Linked DNA regions of Callithrix jacchus: region 1 is linked to region 2. A link is a contact called in public Hi-C data. All regions are on one chromosome and are shown on one strand. The core of a region is the stretch at or near the end of the contact, and the rest is flanking DNA. Distances in the headings are between cores, read along the strand shown.

Evidence for each region. Hi-C and Micro-C count contacts between places; a contact is called where the count stands out from the background.
Region 1: a contact with region 2 is called in a Hi-C map of skeletal muscle, with 2.1 times the contacts expected there. The contact joins the promoter of PNRC1 here to the enhancer-like site in region 2. A contact is called at or near these places in 2 of 3 Hi-C or Micro-C datasets (both in skeletal muscle).

The regions. Positions count from the first base shown.
Region 1 is chr4:95,129,679-95,135,600 of calJac240_pri, reverse strand. It overlaps PNRC1 (proline rich nuclear receptor coactivator 1), which reads right to left and starts at 2,794. Exons shown (of 2, transcript XM_002746811.5): 1 at 2,118-2,794. The coding sequence starts at 2,657.
Region 2 is chr4:95,090,168-95,095,920 of calJac240_pri, reverse strand. It overlaps LOC118152914 (a long non-coding RNA gene), which reads right to left. Exons shown (of 7, transcript XR_013534379.1): 7 at 1,385-3,120. Among named protein-coding and RNA genes, the nearest start is that of PNRC1, 40 kb to the left of the region's middle. Within about 2 kb of position 3,735, at least 13 of the 16 cell types and tissues checked have an H3K27ac peak or open chromatin away from gene starts, as enhancers often do. A contact at or near this core is called in skeletal muscle, where this site is marked.

The DNA of each region.
Region 1 (5,922 bases), core at 1,545-4,044, 41 kb before region 2:
TCGTGCTCACTACCTGCGATGGGATCATTCATACTCCAAACCTCAGCATCATGAAATATACCCATGTAACAAACTTGCACAGGTACCTCCTGGATCTAAAATAGACGTTGAAATTATCAAAACTTTAGTTGTGCATGGTGGCTCACGCCTGTAATCCCAGCATTTTGGGAGGTCAGCAAGTGGATCGCTTGAGTTAAAGGAGTTCCAAGACCAGCAGGGGCAACATAGCAAAACCCCATCCCACGTCGACCACAGTTCAAAAGTTAGGCGGGATCCCTCCCGCTACGGAGGCTGGGGAGGCTGGCTAAGGCAGGAGAATCCCTTTAGCCTGGGAGAAGGAAGCTCCAGTGAGCAGAGATCATGCCACTGGACTCTAGCTTGGAGCGCAAGAGACAGACCCTCTCTCGAGTAAAAAAACAAAACCTTAAATTTCCCTTTACTTTTAGGTTCACTCTTGTTCGCCACGAAAATACCATTAATCACTACTGCTGGTTACCAGTATGCAACGTTAAGCAAATTCTAATACGTCAAATGGGATCATTCATAAATGGGACTTTTCACAGACTAGGACTGGGGCTCCCGGACACCTGCGAGGCGGAAAGCAGGGTCCGACCTTTCCGTGGCCACCCCCAGCCCGCCTCGTCTTCCAGCCCGCCTCATATTCTATTTCAGACTTTTCAAAAAAGTATGAAATAACCCAAGTCCACCCTTCAACAACTCTAAGGAAGACGACTAATAGCTCTCTTCCAGATACCCGTGCCAGAAACAACGTTTGCTGTGTACCTCCTACTTTCTGGTTTAGTAACTGCTTCAAGAACACTGCTTCACTAACCATTTTCCTAACTTAAGGGTGCTCATAGAAGTCTTGAACACATGGAAAAGCATAAACTTGGAACGCAGCACTAAACAAGGCACGACAAGAAAAGTAGAGCACAAGTTAACTTTCCACGTCAATAGGGTTCACTGCCAGAGGTCCCTGGTTAATACGTGTTCCAGAAAACAGGCCAGGAAAACAAGCACAAAAGCTTTTAGACAGTCACGGGTATTTCAAAAGTCGTGGAATTTTAAAACTTGGGAGATATCTGAGAACATAATTTAAAGAAACGCAGTGATCCCAGCCACCGCACCAAAAAAACAAAAAACGCCGTGAGCATTTTTCCCCAAGGGCACAGCTAAACTGCAAATCTCTAAGTCAATGCAACATTCACTAAATAGTGGGAACTTGATTTTATTACGAAAATAGTAAGTCATTTAAGCCCATCAAACGTTATTTGCCAAGACTTTGAAATCATTTCGTAGACTTAATCCCATTTAAACTTCTATCCATTTTGTCCTAATCCAATAGCACTGCAATCACACAGCCTAAGTCAATTCAATTGCTAACCCTTCTGAAAACGTACTGTGGACACACCAACACGAAGTACACAGTGGCAACCGTAATAAAATCAGTTTTGTGCGGCTCCTGCCAACCCATAACTTAGAACCACTAAGTAGGTCAGCCCCGCGGCCGGCAGAGCCCCAGCTGGACTGCGCGTCCCATACTGGACGCCTCACATTTCGGCACGGCTCCAACCAAACGAAACCGAGCTGCTCGGAGCCCACTCCGCCCGCAATGGCGGGACCTTAGAGACTGTCTCCGCGCTTCACTGACTAGGACTGGGGCTCCCGACAACCGGGAAGCCGAAGGCTGGGCCCCGTTCTTTCCCGGCCGCCCCCGCCCTGCCTCGCCTCCTTCATGGGCGCAGGAGCGTCGGGCACGTAGCGCGCGCTGACGTCAGGCCTCCCGCGGGCCCCATCCCTGCCCCCAGCCCGCTGAGCGCCCGGAACGCCGAAACCCCCTGGAACGCCGCCAGCCTTCTAAATCGGGGCTGTTGCTGGGGCGCAGCGGCGCTTCTTATTGGCCGACTCCTGGGAGCCAATCACAAGCGCCAGCGCATGCCTCCCCTTCCCCCTTCTTCCCCCAAAGCAAGACTGGAGCGGGCGTCACGGAAACTTCCCTCCCGAGTAAACAGCCGCCCCCCCCCGCCCCCTCCCCCCGGGTGCAGGGCCTGCAGCCCCAGAGCTCCACCACGACCGTCTAAGGGCCCGACTCCTCAACGGCCCCCAGCGACCCTTACCTCTTTCCTGAGCGGGGGTTGGTCGGGCGCCGCGGGCCGCAGTGGGGCAAGGTCGGGGCTGGCTCCTTCCGTGCGAGTTGCGGCTGCAGGACTCGGGGCCAAAACGGCGGCAGGGCCCGGGACCTCCTGCGCTCTGCTCGGGCCCGTCGTCGGGCACCGGCCGCCCTCCAGACTCGGCCGGTGCTGCTGGTACTGGTGGAAGCGGCTGGGCAGCTGCCCTGCAGGGCTGGCCGGCACCTTCTTCTTTCGCCGCTTCTTCGGCGCTGCCCGAGGTGTGCCTCCAGCCGCGACGAGGCTGCGGTTGGGCAGAGCTGCTGGAGCACGAGGCTGTGGGGTCACACACGGGCCATCTCCCCCTAAGAAGTGAGGGAGGAAAAGGGTCGGGGGCAGTGCCCGTGGATCCGGGATCCGGGGTAAAGGCGGCGGAGCCGTGGTCACCATGGGGAGGGCCCCGAAGTAACCGCGGGAGGAAAAGCCAAGCGGCGCAAGGCGGCCACCCAGGACGAGCGGCTCCCGCTGCGGGACGGAGACGACGGTCATAGCGCTAGGAAGCTTATCGCTCAGCAACGAAGAGAAAAGAAGGTGAAGCCTGTGAAGACGGGGTAGCGGCGACGGATGCTGCTAGGAGAGCCAGCGAAGATCGCGGAACATGACTCGGGCGGTGGCGGCGCAGCAACAAATAGCCACAGCCCCAGCTCCAAGTGTTGTTATCGGAAGCTCCGCCCCATGCCCGCCCACCTCCCTGGGAAAGCCCAATCAGAATGCGACGGTGCAGGCCACGCCCCTGCTCCGCCTCCGCCGCTTGGGGTAGACACACACAAACAACCAGCTTGCTGCAGCCTGGCACAAAGAGCGCGCACTGCGCAGGCGCTGCCAGCGGGCTCTTTCGGGAAAAGTCGGTCCCGCGAACAATGAAGTTGGGTTTCCGCCCCACCCTCCTAACCCCTCCCCAGCACCGCTCCGCGCCTCGCCTGGCTAAAGAGTGGTGGGACTGAAATGTCCCGGGGGAGTTTGTTGATTGTGGGTGGGGAAGGGAGGGGGCAGGAGGAGGGCGGCAGGAAGAACGGGGGCGGGGAAGCGGGACGACTCTGGCAAGGCCACGGTTGCCTCCTCCGCTGCTGACCTTGGGGAAGTATCAATTTTATTTTCAGCCCAACATAACAGCGTTATCATTTTTAAAAAAGATTTTTAAGTATGTTGTAGAGATTTCTTCCCTAGCAATCGTGAAGAAAATCAGTCTACATTTAAATTATGTCTACTGAAGTGTGGCTCACGATTCTTTCATTTACTTGGTTCAGCAAGGCTGCTTGTTAGTCCTGGTGATCAGAGTAAAAGTCAAAGTGACTTACTGGTTGAATTGGCCCCTCAATGTATAATAAGTTCTCTGTAAATCCATAAACGGAAGTTGGAGTTTTTTCTGACTTAATACTGTGAGACTTTGAGATCGCAACATTGTATCTGGTACTTGAGGAAGCAGCAAGTTGGCTTCTATCTCCAAGGGAGAAAGTGAAACAGCCCTGCAACCTACAGAGTATTTTATTAGCTGTGTGTAGACAGAAATCTCTCTTGATTTCCCCGCACTGCTCACCCACAAAAAAGAATTGTGGCCATAATTTATCATGTATTTATGTTCCGGGAACTGTTCTTTACGTAAATTATCTCACTTTAACTTCGCAACAACCCTTATGAATAGTACTAAGAAAAATAGCTCAGACCTCAGCTCTGCGAGGTAGGGAGGCTCTGTCACTCTCTTCCTTTCCCTACCAACCCATGCCTGGAGCAATTGTTTAAAGGCATTTTGTTCCTGATTAGCTGCCTGCGCATTATCTTTATGTTTCTGGAATTTAAGACATAAAGAACAATGTATAGTTTTGTTTTTTGTTTTTTTTTGAGACAGAGTTTCACTCTTGTTACCCAGGCTGGAGTGCAATGGCGCGATCTCGGCTCACCGCAACCTCCGCCTCCTGGGTTCAGGCAATTCTCCTGCCTCAGCCTCCTGAGTAGCTGGGATTACAGGCACGCGCCACCATGCCCAGCTAATTTTTTTGTATTTTTAGTGGAGACAGGGTTTCACCATGTTGACCAGGATGGTCTCGATCTCTTGACCTCGATCCACCCGCGTCAGCCTCCCAAAGTGCTGGGATTACGGGCTTGAGCCACTGCACCCGACCAATGTATAGTTTTTAAATGTACATTGGTAAACAATTAGGAGCTGCCTCTTTTCCTTTAAAAACCTACTTTTAACTGTGGCTAATCCGAGTGTATATTCAGTGCAGCTTGAATCTATGGTCTTGGGTTGCAGTCTTCAATCTTGGCCTAATTTTGCCTCAGGTTCTTCTTTTTAGATGGACAGTACTGTATTTTATCCCCATTTTACAGCTGGGAAGCTGAGGCTTAGGGTAAAGGACTTCTGAAAGATCAAACTGTAAGTTAGCATCAGAATTTGATCTCCAGTCCAGGTATGGCAAGACCAAAGTTTTAACAACAGCTGTACTACCTGCCACACTATATTCTATGTTTTTAGAAGATCACAATAATCTTACACTCATAGCCCCTACAATAGTTTCCGCTTTGGGGTAGTAAGCAATTGGTGCCTCAAATGAAATGATTGATGGATAGATTGAATATCCAGAAAAATGCTTCCCAATCACTTTATAAACTTTGTTTTTAGACGGGGCTTTTATTCTGAGACTCAGGTTGGAGTGCAGTGGCCTCTTGCCTAGAGGTGGTAGGTTTGCAAGCTGGGAGGGGGTCTTAGGGCCTGGGTCAGGAGTCTGACCAAGCTTGTTTACAAAGTCCGGTGGCCTTATCAATTGGGGCAGGAATAAGGGAGCAGTAGAGAATGTCTTAAGTAGAGACCAAAGGGGTTGATCATTTCTTTCTCTTTTCATGGTCTTCCAGTTATTTTAGATTTTCCAGAAACTCGTCTGGAGTGTGTCTGTGCAGGTCACAGAGGTTAACATGGCGTCCATGGGGCTGTCAGTCAGCCTAAAAGACCTTACACGGAGGTTACAGTGAGCTGCAATTGCGCCACTGCACTCCAGCCTGGGCAAAAACAGCAAAACTCTGTCTCAAAAAAAAAAAAAAAGGCAAATAAGTAAGTAAATAAATAAAGGATACAGATGATCAGCGGTTTGAGGGGCAGAGCTTCCACACCTTCTCTAGGTGCCCCACCCTCCTAACACTGCCACTTGGTTAGCAACCTGAAAGCTCATCAAATATTATTGATTGAGTTTTTATAGTGCTTTATGTCCAGCCCCGCCCCTCACACCTTTTCTGGAGGTTGGTGAATGCTGCTGAAAGCTGCAACTCTCTAATCCTAAAATCACTTGGTCTTTCTGGTGACGTGTCCCACCCTGAGATTATCTAAAGGCTTCCACCCAAAATTACCTTATTAGCATACACTCAGGTGTTATTAAAAGGGTACTTTATGAGTAACAAAAGACACTCCTATCAGGAAATCCCAAGGGCTTCAAGGGGCTCTGACAGTAATGGAAGACAAAAGCCAAATATTACTATTATACCATTAGTATAGACTGGAAATAGAGTAATATAGATAATGTCACTGCTGGGCTTTTATTTTTATTTTATTTTATATTTTAAGATAAAGTCTTGGCTGGGTGTGGTGGCTCACGCCCGTAATCCAAGCATTTTGGAGGCCAAGGCGGGCAGATCGCCTGAGGTCCGGAGTTCAAGACCAGCCTGACCAACATGGTGAAACACTGTCTTACAAAAAAAAAAAAAAAAAAGATAAAGTCTTGCTCTGGCAGTCAGGCTGCAATGCAGCGGAGCAATCTCGCCTCAC
Region 2 (5,753 bases), core at 2,486-4,985:
ATTTAGACTCAATGAGACAGAAAATTAATAAGGATATGCAGGACTTCAACTCAGATCCGGAACAAGTAAACTCAATAAATATTTATAGAGTTCTCCATTTTAAATACACAAAATATTGATCGGCTATTATTAATACCCATTTTTAGAATGAAGCAATATTCCTGTTCTCTCTCCCTCTTTTTCTTCCTCTTTCTTCCTCTCCTTCTCTCCTTTTTTTTACTTTTCAACATCCTAGTTCCTCACCTCTACTCAATACATTCCTCTGAACACCTGATTAAAAAAAAAAAAAATTATCCAGGCATGGTGGCGTGTGCCTGTAGTCCCAGCTACTCGAGAGGCTGAGGTGGGAGGATTGCCTTAGCTGGGAATTTGAGGTTGCACAGCCTGGGTGACAGAGTGAGATCCTGCCTCAAAAAAGAAAAAAGTAACAACATTCTAGTGTGTTTATATTTTGATTAGACAAAATTAAATAGGATCAAATATGCAAAGTGCTTGTCTTACAGTTGGAGGCCTTTTTTTTTTTTTTTTTTTTTTTTTTTAATATAGGGCCTAACTGTCACCCAAACTGGAGTGCACTGGTGTGATCATAGCTCACTGTGGCCTCAAACTCCTGGGCTCAAGCAGTCCTCCCACTTCAGCCTCCAAGTAGCTAGGACTGCACATGAGCCAATACACCTGGCTGATTATTTATTTTTTGCAGAGCCAGGCAACAATGTTCCTCAGGTTGGTCTCAAAGTCTTGGCCTCAAGCAATCTTGCTTCTTCGGCATCTATTTGTTCAACACTGTGAACTGGTTGTATCTGTGCAGTGTATAGGAAGAGCCCATTGGGTGATTACCGTTATAATTCCCTCTGGCAGATGAGGGTTAAACGCTTTACCCAAGGCCAATAATTAGTACTAGGTGATCCCAAATCTATCAGACCCACTTTAACCCAGTATGAACGGGCTTTCTGCCTGCTGACCACGCCACCAAAACCACTTTTTCAGTGACTTCTCCATTGCCAAATCCTATGATCAATTTTCAGTCCTGTCTTACTCCACCTGTCAGCGGCATTTGACACAATTAATTGATCACTCCCTCTTTCTTAAAACCTTTTTTTAACTCTATTTGGTTTCCAGCACTCCACCCTGTCCTTCCGTATCTCCTGAGTCCCTTTTGACTAATCCTTCCCATTATCCTGAGCATCTCAGGGTTCAGCCCTTGGATTTCTCTGTCGGTATCCATTCCTTAGGTGCTCTTGATTTAAACACCCACTCCCCTATTCCTTCTTGAATGTTCCCCATTTCAGTGGCTCAGGGCTAAACCTTAGAGTAATCCTTTAATGTTTTTCTCTCCCATTTCACACCTAAACCATAGTAAATGATATAATATAAATATATATATGATCTGAAATCTATACATATATATATATTGATATATAAAATCTTTTTTTTTTTTTTTTTTTGAGATGGAGTTTCGCTCTTTTCACCCAGGCTGGAGTGCAATGGCACTATCTCGGCTCACTGCAACCTCTGCCTCCTAGGTTCGAGTGATTCTTCTGCCTCAGTCTCCCTAGTAGCTGGGATTACAGGTGCCTGCCACCATGCCCAGCTAATTTTTGTATTTGTACTTAGAGACAGAGTTTCACCATGTCGGCCAGGCTGATCTCAAACTCCTGACTTCAGGTGATACACCTGCCCCGGCCTCCCAAAGTGGTGGGATTACGGGCGTGAGCCACTGCGCCTGGCTAAAATCTCCAATTTGACCATTTCTCCCTATCTTCATTGCTACTACCCAAGTTCAACTCCCACCTAACACTGCAGAAGCCACCTAATTGGCTTCCCTTTGCCCTGCATTGCCCCTATACATTTAGTTCCCCAAATGGCACCAAAGTGATTTTTTAAAATGAGAATTAGATCCTGTCACTGGTCTGCTCAGAAGCCTCCAATGGCTTTTTATCTTATAGAGAAAACTCCCAAGTGCTTACCCTGGCCCCTGACTACCTCTTGATCACTCTCACTCCCTCTCTTTCCCCTACACACTAGCCTTGCTTTTCCTTGGTTTTGCCAAGCTGGCCTGGTCTAAGGGCCTCTGTTCTTGCTGGAGTCAGTCTGAAATGCACTCCCCCAGACCTCCTCAGGGATCACTCCTACACTCAATTCAAGGATCCTGCCAAAGGCTGCCTCAAATATCCTCTGAAACAACACTCCCACCCCTCTCTATTCCTTTGCGATGATAGGACTAACCCTTCAAGGTAATAGTTTCCCTTTGGTCCCAGAGTGTGGGAGCTAGGGAACTAGGGGTTGGAATGGGGCCCCATGACTCTGACCAGTGCCCTATCCTGCTATGGCTGAGTTGGTATCCAGGATGAAAAACAAAGTCATCCTCTCTCTTCCCTCTCCTCTTGTCAAGCAGAGGGAAAAGTTCTCCATTGGAGCTGTGAGTTGTACTGCCTGGGGATGGGGGAGGGGTGACACAGCACTCCTTTAGCTGCCCTGGCTGATGTCTCACTGGGGCATGTGCTCTCCAAATTCACTAGTTCCCAGCCCAGCACGGCACTAGGACTTGCAGTTTTTGTGGCCTAAACTGCCATTTAAGTTAATTTAGGGCCCCAGAGTACTTCAGCCTATAGTGCGAGGCTGGCCAGACTCAAGTTCCAACCACTGGGATGGGCAGTTTGCCCCTGGCTAGGGCTGGTCTGAATGCTCCCTCTGCGGGTGAGTGTCAGCTGAGCTCAATCTGGTTTTTCTTTCTGTTGTGACAGGGCAGCACTGAGTTCAATGCAAAATCTCACAATGCTGGGCTTTCTGTCTCCTAAGCACACATTTCTCTTTGCCACGCAGCAGCTGCTGTGGGGTGTGGGAGGGGATGAGGGGTGGGTGGTGTTGGCAGTTCAAGACTGTCTTTTATGCCCTCTTCAGTGTCTCTTTCAGTGATAGGAACTTAAAACCAGATCCTGTGAGTGCTCACCTGATTTTTGGTTCTTATGATGGGGCTTTTTAATGCAGATTGTTGTTAAATTTGGTGTTCCTGTGGCAGGGGATGATTGCTGGGGCCTTTTATTCTGCCATCTTGCTTCACCCCCAGTTACAGACTTTTTGTGGCTTATAATTTCCTTGAAATGATCATCTGTTGAAAAGCTGAAATAAAAAAAAATGAATTATTGTGGTGATGATTGTGCAACTCTGTAAATATACTTAAAATTATTGAATTGTACACTTCATATTGGTGAATTTCACAGAATGCAAAAGCCACAAAAACTGTTTATATAACTGAATTTATATTTATTAAATATTATAATGACATTTGAAGTTTGAAGTCAAGGTCTAGCTTAAAATAGTGCTCAGTGTTGATTTTTAAAAAAATAATGACGTAACCTACCAGAGCATAGCTCTAATAAAGGGAAAATCCATGGGAAAAGAACTAGGTCACTCATTATGTGTTTCCAGTACTTGTTAATACAAAACAGAAGTGAAATGGCACCATTGCCCCGGATTACTGGAGTTTGCATAAGGCTCCAGGAAATTCCTCACTTGCAACACTCTTTGGCCAGCACTATATCTGCCCTTGTCCTTTCTGATAAAGCCCAGCCCATGTTGTCTATGTACTTGTCCTTCATCTTTCTTTGCTTGTCATTTGGCTGGATATGCTTTACTGCTTGGAGTGTAACCATTTTTAGTCTTGACGTAGGACAGCTAGAATATAGTAGTAAATTTTGCTGACAGGAAAAAGACCAAGTCGGAACTCGCAGGCATGTAAATCATCCTGCTAGTTAGTCATCGTTCTCACCAATAACACCACGGATCTGGAGTGTGACTTGAACAGAGCAGCAGTGTGAATGCTCAGCTGGCCTGGTTTCTACGGACTTTGGAAAGAAAGCCCTTAGGTGGGACTGGAGTGTTCTGAGGTGGGGCGGGCTGAGTCATGTCTTCGCAGCTGCTCTTTTATAATAATTACTCCTAACAGTCAGTGAGCAGTCACTGAATCTTCCAGGCTTGTGCCTATGTTACTAGACTTTTTATTGCCAAACTGAAATGCTTAAAACACCCAGCAGTGGTAGGCATGCTGCAAGTCTCCAGTCAGAAGGCCTCCATTCCGAGATGATGAACATCACATGCCAGACCTGTCACTCTGCTTCTCCTCCCAGGATGCCCCAAGCTCCCAGCTGTACTCCCAGCCCATCCAGGCTGGACAGCGGGCACCTCCCTGTCTCCTGCTGAAGGAGACACTGCACCTTCCTGAAGCACCAGATCTGAGACAGTCTCTCCTGGCTTTATGCATTGGCTCTGCCACTTAGCAACTGTGTGACTTATGGGTGGTGGGTTGGCAGTAGATGGTCAATGCAAATGAATATCTTTCCTGGCTGTTCTAGAGTGGACTTTCCTCTGATTGGAATTGACTTCATAATGTAGCACTTAACCTTAAACTTTCTTGCATCTTTGCCCACTATTTCATGTGGTGTTCATTTTGTTTCCTTAGCCTAAAACTTCCCTGGGAAGACAGAAAAGGCTTTATTTTCTTTTGGGGTCCCCTTAGAATGTCTTCTCCATTCATAGAGCAAGCTTGTACAGGCTTTGAATATGTCACAGTTGGTGGGTAGTTTAGTTCGTTGACACCACTGTTTTCAGTTCCATTAGGATGGGGCAACAGGATCAGATCAGGTGACGAGGGTGTCAGGGCGTTGGGACTGTGCTGTCGGACGTGAAGGACCATGGCTGACTACTATGTGGGAGTTGTCTCATTGTGTCTGTAGAGTTCAGTTTTTCAGAAAGTGGAAAGCCCTCATTTACATCATCAGTCAAAACAGGGCTTCTCTTACAGCCTAATTCACGAAATGTCTATTTCTCTTCTTCTTTTTGGATACCCAGTTGCCCTTGCCAGAAACTTGAGTCATTTTTAATGCTTCCCTCTTTACTTCCTTCAATGCCCAAAGCTGAGAGTGTCAGCAAAACCTAGTAGACTCAGCCTCTCTGTGTCTCTGCATTCTGGCCCTCCCCTCTATGTCCTCTCCGAGGCTTTAGTTCCGGCTTCCATCGTGTCTTATCAGCATCTCTATAATAACCTCACAGCAGGTCTCCCTGTCATTCAATTTACCTCTCTGTCATTTACCTCCAAAATACTGCCATCATTATCTTAAACAACAGTCTGATCGTGCCACTCACCTTTCTACTATACACATATACTTTTTTCTATTATGTACATGAATATGTATATATATATAGTCTTTGAGATGGAGTCTTGTTCTGGCGCCCACGCTGGCGTGCAGTGGTGCATTCTGGGCTCACTGCAAACTCTACCTCCTGGGTTCAAGCGATTCAAGTACTGGGATTACAAATGTGAGCCACCACACCCGGCCAGATTGGCATGTTGACAAAAAAAAAAATCATTCTGACTATAATATGGGGAATACATTGAAAAGAGAAAATTAAATTCCAGGATATTTTAATTACATTTGTAGCAGCTCTGCTTTTTTGTTACAGGCCTATACTTGACATATAGCTGATTCTCACTTTGTATAATTTCACCTTAATTTGCTGTGCCAAAGCGGGTAACGTTGTTTTACAGGTTTTGGAAAGAAAAAAGCAAAATGGCATAATCAATTGTTAAATGATTTAATGTTATTAGGTCATGGAGTATTTAGTTGCCAGTTCATTTGCCTGATGCCAAAAAGTACAGTTCCTGCTTTAGAAAGTCCCCTGCTTTCCTGTGCTGGAAATTCCCATGTGTAGACAGTTCAGGGAGCCAATTCCAATTCTCTCCTCATGGACTTCCT